Regions from separate parts of the Mus musculus genome. Here region 2 is linked to region 1. The links are chromatin contacts, called in public HiChIP or PLAC-seq maps. All regions are on one chromosome and are shown on one strand. Each heading gives the region's core, a stretch centred on a gene start, on an enhancer-like site or on the middle of the called end of the contact. The rest is flanking DNA. Distances are from core to core; before and after follow the strand shown.

Region 1 (5,343 bases), core at 157-2,656:
ATATGTTTCTACCATGCACAGGGACCAGGGCTTGATCACTATTACCACAAATATCAGCTATGATGGCACACACTTGTAATCCCAGCACGTGGGGGTTTAGAGGCAGGAGGTACAGAAAATGCATGAATCCGGCTACACGGTGAATGTAAGAACAAGAACAGACTGGGATACAAGATCTCCCATCTCAAAACACACACAGTCTATGGCTACCAAAAAAAATTCAAATTCAGGAGGAAAAAAAGCAAATACATCTTAAAATGTAATGGCCAAGGGCTCAAGAGAGAAACTAAGGAAGCAAACGCCCTTGAAGGACACCCTTGAAGCCATCTCTGCGGGGCAGTCTAACCCTGATTCTGGTTCCCACATCAAAGCACTAACAACTGACTTGGCATAAAGACATAAACAAAAGGAACTGTGTTTTCCACAAAATGAAGTTCTGGGCCATGAGTGGTAACAAACACATGATTAACACCTTTAACCCCAGCACTATGCAGGCAAAGAGAACAACAGCCTGGTCTATATAAGGTCCAGGCTATGCAGTGAGACCCTGTCTCAAAACATCAAAAATAAATAAATAGTTTGAAATCGTTAGTTCTATAATTACTACTATTCACTTCTCTTCCTTCTAATTATGTTTCTTTTGTTCACTTGTTTTCTGTGGCTTGAGACAAGGTTTCCCTGTGTAGTCCTGGCTGTTCTAGAACCCAAGGATCAGCCTGTCTCTGTCCTCCCAGGACTGGTATTAAAGGCATGCACCACCATGCCCAGTTCAAAATCAAGTTTCTAAAACATTATTTAACACACTATAATTTTCAACTTCTAGTCATCAGTAGAATTCATTTATTCACCTTTTTTTGTTCCTAAATTCAAAATCAACTGTGGATCTTCTGTTCTTATTTTCAAGTCTGGTTTTTATACTCCATAAACAAAGTTAACCTCATCTTTCTCCTAGTCAAATTAGCTTTCATCCACAGAAAGTATTTCATAGTCTTAGTATCTTGAAACTATCTTTAACTTGAAACTTTTTTTTTTTTTTAGTTTTACTTCTGTCAAAACTGTATGAGAAAAAAGAATACAATAAAAACTTTTGGTTGAAGATTATTATCTTTTAAAAGATCACAAAAAAAAATTTGAGTTATTAACGATGTTGAGCAGTTATTAACGATGTGTTCTGGAAATTCACATTAGCTGTACCAATCCGTGCACTATACCTTCTAACAAATGTCAATAAAACTTCCTACCTTGCCAGAAAGGATTTCCCTGAGCCCGGCAGCCCTCTGAGAAGCACGAGAACTAAGCCAACGAAGGAGGTAGCCTTCTTCCTCACAGGCTGTGACGCTGGGGCCTCCTGCACCTGGTAAGCACTGGCTCCCTCACCGCCTCTCCACACTTTGGTTGGAGAGTTGTGGGAGATGATGGGGGGTGGGAACGTGTAGTTGACAGGTCTCCAGTGAGCAGCTGTGGTCACCACAGGGGCTACAAAGCCATGGTTTCCTTGAAAGAGATCAAAAGCAGGGATCATCGGGTTCCAGATCGGTGGTGGGGGCGGGGGCGGAAGGAGTAAGGGAAGAGGGGTGAGCACCGGGCAGTAATTCATATCCTTCCCCTTTGGTGGCAGTTCAGGATGTTTGTGCGGCTTGAAATTGAACCCTTCAGAGGGCACAAAAACATCAGGCGCAGAAGCCGACTTCTGATCCCCATCTGTACCTGGTAGGTCAGACCCTGAATTGTGCAGAGGGTGAGTTGAAGGAGCCTGAGGGTCACTGTTGCCCAAATCTGCAAGGGCTTGAGAATGCTGCGCACTAGGACACTCAGATTCTGAAAGATCTTTCTGTCTTTGGCTAAAATTGCCACAACCTCTAACAGAGCCATTTGTTGGATTTCCAGAGCTACTGAGAGGAGAGCCTTCTGAGTAGCCCCCTTCCAATGCCAATTTTGCACAACTCTCAGGCGCATTCAAAACTGAATGTGAAGTTGGTGGGTTTGAACCTGGTAAAGAAGCAGAACTCTTGAGAGTTTCGCTGTTTGAGCTCGTGCTCTGTACAGAAAGAAGAGAAGTCATGCCACTTGAATCTGAGTTCATAAAGGTGGAAGGGTCGTTAAAACTATTAGCATCTTGCAGAGGTGAGAATGGGTATACTTGGTCATCAGGAGGAGAGTTTAATTTCTCAAAAGCGTTCTGTATTAAGGAATCCAAGTCCTCAGTTAGCTGCATATCCAAAAATGAATCCAGCTTGGAATCTTCACCCTCGCCTTCGGGATGGCACGTCTCCATTACTGAGTTTCCTGCTGCACCAGGCTTGCTGTCACGATCACCAGAAGTCTGTGCAGACGACTCTGCCCCCTTGGCATCAGTGGCAGACAATTCTAACAGACAATCCATGGCATTTTCAACTGCATGAGAACAAGAACAGCAACAACAACAACAAATGTATGTATGTATGTATGTATGTGTGTGTATATATATATATATATATATATATACACACACACACACACACACACACACACATTGAAAATGTATCAATAGCCAAGTCATCTTTTAAAAACTGACACTACTCTAATACATCAAAATCTACACTAGAGAAGTATTAATGATAGAGCCATGGAATGGTATTCTTTTCAATTGTAATAAGCTACTGTCAAGTACAAATTGAACAGTTTAATGAGTATATACATAGACTCTATATGATAGGGTCATGTATAAAGATCCTAAAGTCAGTTGATACATTCAACAGTTATTTATCTATTGGATGTCCATTTAAGGACTAAGTATTTTAAGTAGGTATTCTCTTAGTAAACATTTACTCATTTACACAGTCTATACCACATATTTCACAGTATAAAAAATATATGCATCAGAGATACTTTATACAAAAATGAAGATGAATTTTTGATATGATTTTGTAAAGTATAAATCGAATATAAAGGTGTGTATATTAAAATATAATTATATCATAATATAAATTAAACAATGTATACTTTTTAACAATGTGCAAATGCTACAGTGATGGAAAGGAGAATAAAACAAGATTTCACATAATGTAATATATATGATCTAGCACTAAAAAGACTAATCAAGTTGCCAATAGGACAAAAGTTAAAGCCAAGCTTGAAAATACAAAACTGCCTTTAATCCCAGCACATGGGAGGCAGAAGCAGGGGGATCTCTGTAAGTTCAATTCAAAGCCAGCTTGGTCTACATAGTGAGATCCAGGCCAGCCAGAGCTACACAGTGAGACCTGTCTCAGAAAGAGAAGAGGAAGAGGGAAGAGGGAAGAGGGAAGAGGGAAGAGGGAAGAGGGAAGAGGGAAGAGGGAAGAGGGAAGAGGGAAGAGGGAAGAGGGAAGAGGAGGGAAGAGGAGGGAAGAGGGAAGAGGAGGGAAGAGGAGGGAAGAGGGAAGAGAGAGAAGAGAAGAGGAAGAGAGAGAAGAGAAGAGAAAAGAAGAGAAGAGAAAAGAGAAGAGAAACAAGAAAAGAAAAGAAAAGGAAAGGAAAGGAAAGGAAAGGAAAGGAAAGGAAAGGAAAGGAAAGGAAAGGAAAGGAAAGGAAAGGAAAGGAAAGACCTGTTTAAGTATTCAGAGAAGTTGGTTGGAGAGTTAGTTCACAGGGTTCTGTGTGACGAATAGAAGGAAGAAAAGAACTGGAGGAGGCTATGTGTAACTGAGAGGGACTGACAGTCAGCCACACTGTTTTCTAAGGGAATGGAACGGGAGGAGAACTGCCACCCACAGCATTTGGGCTAGGAGCATTACATAGATAACCTCACTGAATCCCCAAGTAATACTATGAGAACAATCATCCTAGAAAACATAAAAGAAAATGAAGCTCAAAAAAGGGATAGGAACTGGACCCAAGTCACACAGTAACAGGGCCGGTGTATGTGACTCCAATGCTGAGCTCTGGCTGCAACACAGACAGAGAGCCTCAGGTCTTCAAGCATGAAGCTAGGGGTGCTGCTCCGGGTCATGGGGCCTTGGCCAGCATGCTTGAGGCCCTCCATTTGATAACAGGCATCACAAGAAAAGAAAGTACTTTTTAAGCATTTGAAATCTGAATGCCTTTTTTTATTTTGTTTCTGCTGTGTCCTATTTTTGTTTTAAGGAAGATAGACATGGAAAGAAGCACAGCACTGTAGGGCACAGCTCTGCTCTGGAGTCAAAGCACCCTCATTTAAATATCTACTTGCTTGACAGGATTCAAACAAATGAGCCAACTTCCCTCAGCACATCTCCTTGTTTGTGATATGGCGATACTCAAAAGTACCTACCTCGGAGGCTCTTGTGGGGTTAAATGAGATAATCCATGAGAAGTGCTGTGCACAAGGACTGGCACCTAGTAAGACCCAGTTAACGTTCCCTTAAGAGAAAAACAAAGAGGGGTTGGAGGGGCAAGCCTGGCAAAGAGGTCAGTCAGGAGAACAGAGCACAACTGCAGAGGCAAGAAGCCCTGCAGAACACTGAGACAAGGTGAAGGGAAAACACAAACACAAGAAGGAAAAAAACTACATAGCAGAAAACCCTAAAGTGGTCAACTAAAGAACTAGCATATTTATAATGAAAAGCCGTATAAGTAAAAATACCAAAATACAAAGGTAATTATCATAAAGGGAAGTCTTAAACAGATTGCAGGGAAAAATGAAAACTATGACATAAAAGCAACCTTAAAAACTAAATGAATAATTTATAAAATATAAGAAAAACTCAAATATAAATATATTCAACATTATTCTCTATTTTAAAAAGGCACAACTTATTCCTATTAAAATCTTAATGATTCACAGTACTGAGAGGCTGTGGGTATTGCAACCCAGAACGCCTCCCTGGAAGGTAAACTACACTGTCTTTTCAAGGCTGGAAAACTATTCTTTGTTTGTTTGTTTGTTGTTTTTTGAGACAGGGTTTCTTTGTGTAGCCCTGGCTGTCCTAGAACTCACTTTGTAGACCAGGCTGGCCTCGAACTCAGAAATCCTCCTGCCTCTGCCTCCCGAGTACGTGTGCCACCACGCCCGGCTGGAAAACTATTCTTGGCCTGTGCCAACAGGAAAGCTTTGGGACCAAGAGGAAAGGCCAGAAGAAAATGGCTACTTTCACTGAAATGCTCTGAATAAATTTAATACAACTCACTGAACACTAGGGAAGCACCAGAGAGAGAGCACAGCTGGCTATAAAGACAAGCACTGGTTATGTGAGAGCACTGACAACAGCGCCACTGCACTACGTTTAAAGAGCAGAATGTTTGCTTTAGTGCCGTTAATGCTATCATTCAAACTACTCATTACACCAAGTATTTACAGAGAAGGTGCACAGAAGATCCTGAAAAACAGAAGTAAGTGTGTTAGGA
Region 2 (6,047 bases), core at 2,588-5,087, 160 kb before region 1:
AGCATTCATCGGCGTCTCCCCTGAATTCCAGTTCCCATGGGCCAGCACAGCTGTACTTGGACATCCCACTTTAGCTATGGCCGAAATCTAACTCACCCGAGCCTCAGTCTTTTCCTGCCCTGTGTTTTCCTGAACCAAGTCAGCATTTTCCAGCCTCCAGGCCAGAACCTGGGAGTTGTCTGAGTTCCATCCCCACCTTATGACCACACCCTCATCAACCTGTCTCCAGACAACCTCCGTCCCATCTCCTCAAGTCCTCTGATGAGGACATCGTGTCCCGGGCTGTGGGGCATCACTGTGGAACCGACAGTTTTTCTGCGTCTCTCTCCTCTGTGCCCTCCCTCACACCCTCACTGCATAGATTGTTGTTGTTGTCGTCGTTGTTGTTGTTAGCACATTTATTTGTTACTCTTCCCGTTGCTGTGACAAAGTACTTGAGTACTGAAAGGACTTGAGAAGACTTTACTTCGGTTCATGGTTTCAGAGAGTAAAGTCTAGCATTGCTCTGTGGCTGTGTGTGTGTGTGTGTGTGTGCTTGTGTGTGTGTAGGCACTTTTTTTTTTTTTTTTTTTTTTTTTTTTTTGGTTTTTCGAGACAGGGTTTCTCTGTGTAGCCCTGGCTGTCCTGGAACTCACTCTGTAGACCAGGCTGGTCTACAGGCTGACCTCGAACTCAGAAATCCACCTGCCTCTGCCTCCCAAGTGCTGGGATTAAAGGCATGTGCCACCACGCCCGGCTGGCACTTTTAATATGGTACCTAGAGCAGGAAGTAGACTGAGACAGGAAGGAACCAGATGTCATATACCAGCAAAAAGCCTGCCTTCCAAAGGTGCCCCAACCTCTCAAATATCATCACCAGCTGGAGAGCAGGTATTTAAGCCCGTGAGTCAGTGGGGGACACTTCAGATCAGAGAGCAATGCTCAACCTTCCTAATGCTGCCACCCTTCCATACGGTTCCTCGGGTTGTGGTGACCTGAAACCATAAAATAATTTCAAAACTTTACTTTTGCTATTTCTATGAGTCCATAATGTAGCAAGATTAGATTTGAGGTCACACTAATCCCCGTGAAAGGGTCCTTTGACACCCCCAGACGGTCGAAACCCACAGGTTGAGGACTGCCATAAAGGTGCATATTAGCTATACAGGATATAGGGTTTCCTTATGACAGACAATTTTGTACATGCGTGGAACATTTTTGACCCTACCTACCCCACCTACCCCTGTTGTCTTCTGCTCCCCCCGCCCCAGGTCTCTTCTCTCTTTCTCTAGTATTACCCTCTATTTTCATGCTGTCTTTTTTATCCCTTATTATTTTAAATCTATTTTTTGTGTACAATGCATTTTGATCATATTTACCAAATCTCTCCCAACTCCTCCCAGATTCAAGCCTCTCTCTTCCCTATTCACCCAACTTTAGTTGGTTTTGTTGTTGTTGTTGATGATGATAATTTATTTTTGTTTTTGTTTTCCATCTAGCCCAATCTGCCCTACACATATACCCTGAGATATAAGGTCATCCACTGAGACATGGTGGACCAACCAGGGGTCACACCCTCAAAGAAAACTGACTCTCTCTCTCTCTCTCAGCAGCTATAGATTGCCAGGGATGGGGCTGGGTCCACCTCTGCACTCCGCCGTGCTTGGATTTTGTCTGGCTTGAGCTTGTGCAGATCTGGTGCAGGCTCCCACAAACTGTTCAAGTGTAAAACTGTTGTTGTATGTAGAAAAGAAAGTGTCTTTTGATTTGACATGTGTACTGTACCTGACGCTCCACCTGGTTCTTTCTCTGTTCCTGCACGACGCGTGAGGTAAGGCCTCTACTTTAAAACACAACACAGGAAGCCCTGTTTTTCCCTTTGTCTTCTCTCAGGGATTTACTTCCTGCCACCCAACATAGATTTTCTAATAAGAGGGGCCTGCTGCCCTCTTCCATGCTTCCATGTTGTACAGACTGTCCCTTAGCCAAAAACATTTCCCCTTTCTTTGCCCAACGAGCAAGGCCTTTCTCTTTCAGGGCTCATTTTGAAAGTCATGTAATTAAGGATGCCTTTTCCCCAATCTCCCCCTTGTCTCAAGGACGTTCTTGAAGTTACTGGTATATCAACCTAGCATTCCTACCTCTTCTTCAATCCCAGTGTTGCGTGATTTCTCTCCCCAAACCCATGCTGACCCATTTCACATATTGTCTTCACAGCTCCATGCCAGAAATATAAGAGGTAACCAATAAACACTCATGAAATACAGGACAGTCTTGGCCAGAGTCTGGACTTTCAGAGTGCCAACAGAGAGAGCCTCTCCCACAACACACCTCCTCAGGCAGTCTTGCTTGGCCTCCCGTGAACAGGAGTGCTGCCTTGTGTCCACCTTGGGGGACATAGTAGCTGCACTTTGGGACTTAGGCTATATTGCATGTGTGTCTGGGGAGGACCTGGTTCCCTAAAGGGCAGCCTTGAGAGGCCAGGTGTACAAAGGAGTAAAGGCTCTGCTAGAGACACCAGGTACTTGTTCCCACCAGCATCACACGCAGCTTGTCAGAGCAGATCCCTGCTTGGCCTCGGAGCTGGCAGGTTCCAGGCAGAATGGAAGAAGCTAAACAGATGTGGGCTCCACCCTAGATCCAAATCCAGAAAAACAGCCAAGTCAATATATGCACAAGACTGTAAGCTCCTGGGCAGAAGATTCCAGGTTTACCTACCTCAAACTGCAACACCACAGGAATCAAGGATTGTGGTGACCCTTTTTAAATAAGAATAAATGTTTGGCCAAGGAGAGGTGGCTAGAGACGTTTACAGTGTGAACAGACACTAGGAAGTCAGTTCTGTAAGAATTTAAAGACTAACCCAAACTTAGTGGCAGAGGCCTGTAACCCCAGTATTTGAGAGGCTGAGGCAGGGGGATCGTGAGTTTTAGACCAGCCTGGGCTGCATGGCAAGAGCCTGCCTATACAAACAACAACAAAACTCTCGCTACTCAATCTGTACTGAACACATTTATTGAAAGCAGAGCACAGGGCTCATAAGAGAATATTTGCTTTATCAGTGCGTTTGTGGACTGTCTGGAAAAAAAAAAGGCACACTTGTAAGCTAAGCTGTGGTAAACGAGTTAAGTATTGCCGAGGGAGTAGACCACAGGGGAATGGGGTTGATTTATCTTCCCGATGAGAGGTTAGGAAAAGAGGGAGTCCATGGAGCCCCAGGCTGGGATGTCACAGGAGGCAGAGATCACGAGTCTCTAGAGATTCAAGGGCATGTGTCAGTATCTGTTGGGTCCTAGAGAGACCTCATGGCAGAGGCCACCATACTGCCAGACAAGAAGCCAGAGAGAGAATTAGACTTTCACCACAAACCACTGAAAAGTCCCTGAATCCCCTCCAAGTGAATTACCCCTAACAAACCACTGACCATCTCCGGGCCACTGCACTACTCTCAAATGTTCTATGTCATCCTTTACTGGCCCACTAGGGGGCGTAGCTTCCAGCATAAACCTTTAAGGGAACACTCAAACCACATTCAAACTGAAGCAGGCTGCATTTGTCACTCAAGACCGTGAGACATGGAGATGTAGCTCAGTCATACAGTGTTTGCCTACCATACGGAAGCCCCCATCACTGACAAAAAAACAAGAAGAGTAGTGGATAAGCACAAACCTATGTAGGGTCAGCCTATGTACGATAAGCCCAGAGTACAAAGATGAAAACGTGCCTGTCCTGAAGAATTACCTCATAAGAAAAGGCCGAGTAAATACTAGTCCTTCTATTTGTCTGATTTGCCGTAACAAAATACTTAGGGCTGGATACGTTGTAAAGAAAGGAAGGTTATATAGCTCACAGTTCCAGTATCTTAGGCAGCTGCATCTCCTGAGAGCCTTTGTGTTGTGTCATAACATGGCAGGTGACATCACACAGTGAGAGAAAGAGAAAGAATATGAATCATGGGTGCGTAAGGAAGCAATAAAGTGAACCAAGACCAGCACCACCCCCCATTTCCCCCACCCCCTCCCCATCGCCCCACCCCCACTCCCAATCCCCCAGCTACATAGAGTTCCAGGCCATCTTGGACCATGTGAGATTCTGCCACAAGAGGGCCGAGCTCTGACACTATTTTTTTCAGAAACTCGCCTTTTCTTGCTGAAAATATAGTAGTCAATGTCAACAGAATACACTTCCTGGGCTGAGTAACGCCTTCTGTGGGCGCTTGGGGGAAGAACAAGGGCCCTGGAAACAATAAGGTTCTTGGCTCCGCCCCCTTCAGAGTCCACAGTGAGGGCCAAGGCTTTTATTGCCCTGGTTCCAGTTTTCAGTGTTTCCTCTCGATTAAAAGCCCCCTGGCTGCCCAGGATTGCCTGTAATGACAGTAAACGACTACAGAGACTGTGAAGCAATCTTTTCACATCTTAAGATGCAATCTGTCTGGCACAGCCCCTGGCGGCCTGAGTTCACGGCAAAGCTATTGTGGTGTGCGTGGGGGCATTGGCTTTGGCTCCCCCCCCCCCCTCGGTTTCCCACACCCTCTGAAATGACTGAGATTTCTGTCAGATTTCTCGCCTATGACAATCCTCATTAACTCAGTCATTTATTAGTAATAAATTAAAAAAAAATCGTTGGCAACTGTCTGCCCCTAGGGTCACAGTAACTCAAGTCCCCATGACCAAAACTGGGTGGCAAAGCTTGTTTCTCCTTAGCGGGTCTGCATTCATCCAGTGCAGTTTCTCGAAGACACGCACACACGCTGTAGCAACAATGGCAGTGACCATGAGTTCCCAAGCCCGTTGCCTAGAAACCACTCCTTGTTTCTGAAACTAATTTAAACATGAGAATTCAGCTTGTGACTCAGGCCAGCCATGCATGGCATGGTTTTCTCTCTCTCTCTCTCTCCTTTCTTCTTTCACATCACAAAATAATACATGCTTATTCCAGAAAAAAAAAAAAGAAAAATATGAAAACAAACGATCTAGAGGCACAAAAAGTCTCCTATAATCTCATTATCAGAGACAACCACTGTTGTCTCTTGGGGATATTTTCTCTTTATTTTTACTTTTCTTGGTTTTTTTTAGTGGTTTGCCTGTGTGCATGTATGTGAACCATATGTGTTCCTGGTGCCCTCAGAGGCCAAAAGAGGATGTTGGGCCCCTTGAAGTTATAGGCAGATGTGAGCCATCATGTGGGTGCTGAAAACCAAACCCCAATATTCTGCAAGAGCAGCTGGTGCTCTGAACTGCTGAGCCATCTCTCCTCCCTTTGGGGTATTTTCTTTTACGTCTCTCTTTATTATGCGCATGGTAGAGGCAGGGAGAGACTGAACATAGCTGACATTTGACAGTGAGACAACCTGTCTGTGGAGTCTCGTTTCTCCTTCCACCTTTATCCAGAACCTCTGTGCCATCTCTCCGGCCTGGAAATATTTTCTTCCTCCAAATTCTGAACATTGTTAAGAATAATTCTGGCATTTACATCAAGATTAATACTGAATTTACCTGTCTGACAAAATTTTCCAACTGTTTACTAAAATCTGCATCATATAGCAAGCTTATCTATCTATCTATCTATCTATCTATCTATCTATCTATCTATCTATCTATCTATCTATCTATCTATCTAACAGATCTATTTTGGTTATTTTCAGTCTATTACCATTTATAGTGCTGTCATGATCATTTTAATACAAAATATTTTTTTGTCCTTGTTTTCTGAGATACTTTTGCCATGTGACCAGGCTGATCTTGAACTTGCCATCCTCCTGCCCCTACCTCCCTAGTACTGGGAGTACAGTCTTGTGCTACCGTGCCTGACTATCAAAAAAACAAAAAGAGTTTCAAAGATCCTGAACATTGTATAGCTTTGTTTTTCTTTTTGTTTTTGTTTGTTTGTTTGTTTGTTTGTTTTTGGGTTTTTTTTTCAAGACAGGGTTTCTCTGTATAGCCCTGGCTGGCTGGCCTCGAACTCAGAAATCTGCCTGCCTCTGCCTCCCAAGTGCTGAGATTAAAGGTGTACGCCACCAGGCCAGCTGTATGGCTGTATAACCATTTTACCAATATTAAACTAATCTG

The links. HiChIP or PLAC-seq counts read pairs in DNA pulled down with a chosen protein or histone mark.
Region 2: an H3K27ac HiChIP or PLAC-seq map of DN3 thymocytes shows a contact between it and region 1, with 6 times the contacts expected there. The contact joins the promoter of 4930480C01Rik here to the enhancer-like site in region 1. A contact is called at or near these places in 2 of 39 promoter capture datasets (embryonic stem cells and stem cell-derived epiblast-like cells), 2 of 15 datasets of contacts at CTCF or cohesin (CD8 T cells and large pre-B cells), 4 of 484 Hi-C or Micro-C datasets (CD8 T cells, the HPC-5 cell line, bone marrow-derived macrophages and 1 more), 13 of 115 datasets of contacts at active chromatin or transcription factors (DN3 thymocytes, the HPC-7 cell line, acute myeloid leukemia and 9 more) and 5 of 9 other capture datasets (adipose tissue, embryonic stem cells, liver and 2 more).

The regions. Positions count from the first base shown.
Region 1 is chr5:65,787,069-65,792,411 of GRCm38.p6, reverse strand. It overlaps N4bp2 (NEDD4 binding protein 2), which reads right to left. Exons shown (of 20, transcript NM_001024917.1): 5 at 4,271-4,359; 6 at 1,242-2,394. The coding sequence starts at 2,383. Among named protein-coding and RNA genes, the nearest start is that of N4bp2, 26 kb to the right of the region's middle. Within about 2 kb of position 1,406, at least 37 of the 459 cell types and tissues checked have an H3K27ac peak or open chromatin away from gene starts, as enhancers often do. A contact at or near this core is called in CD8 T cells, DN3 thymocytes, double positive thymocytes and 1 more, where this site is marked.
Region 2 is chr5:65,949,133-65,955,179 of GRCm38.p6, reverse strand. 4930480C01Rik (a long non-coding RNA gene) reads right to left here and starts at 3,837. Exons shown (of 2, transcript XR_376988.3): 1 at 3,721-3,837; 2 at 2,973-3,302. It also overlaps a transcript of Chrna9 not described here.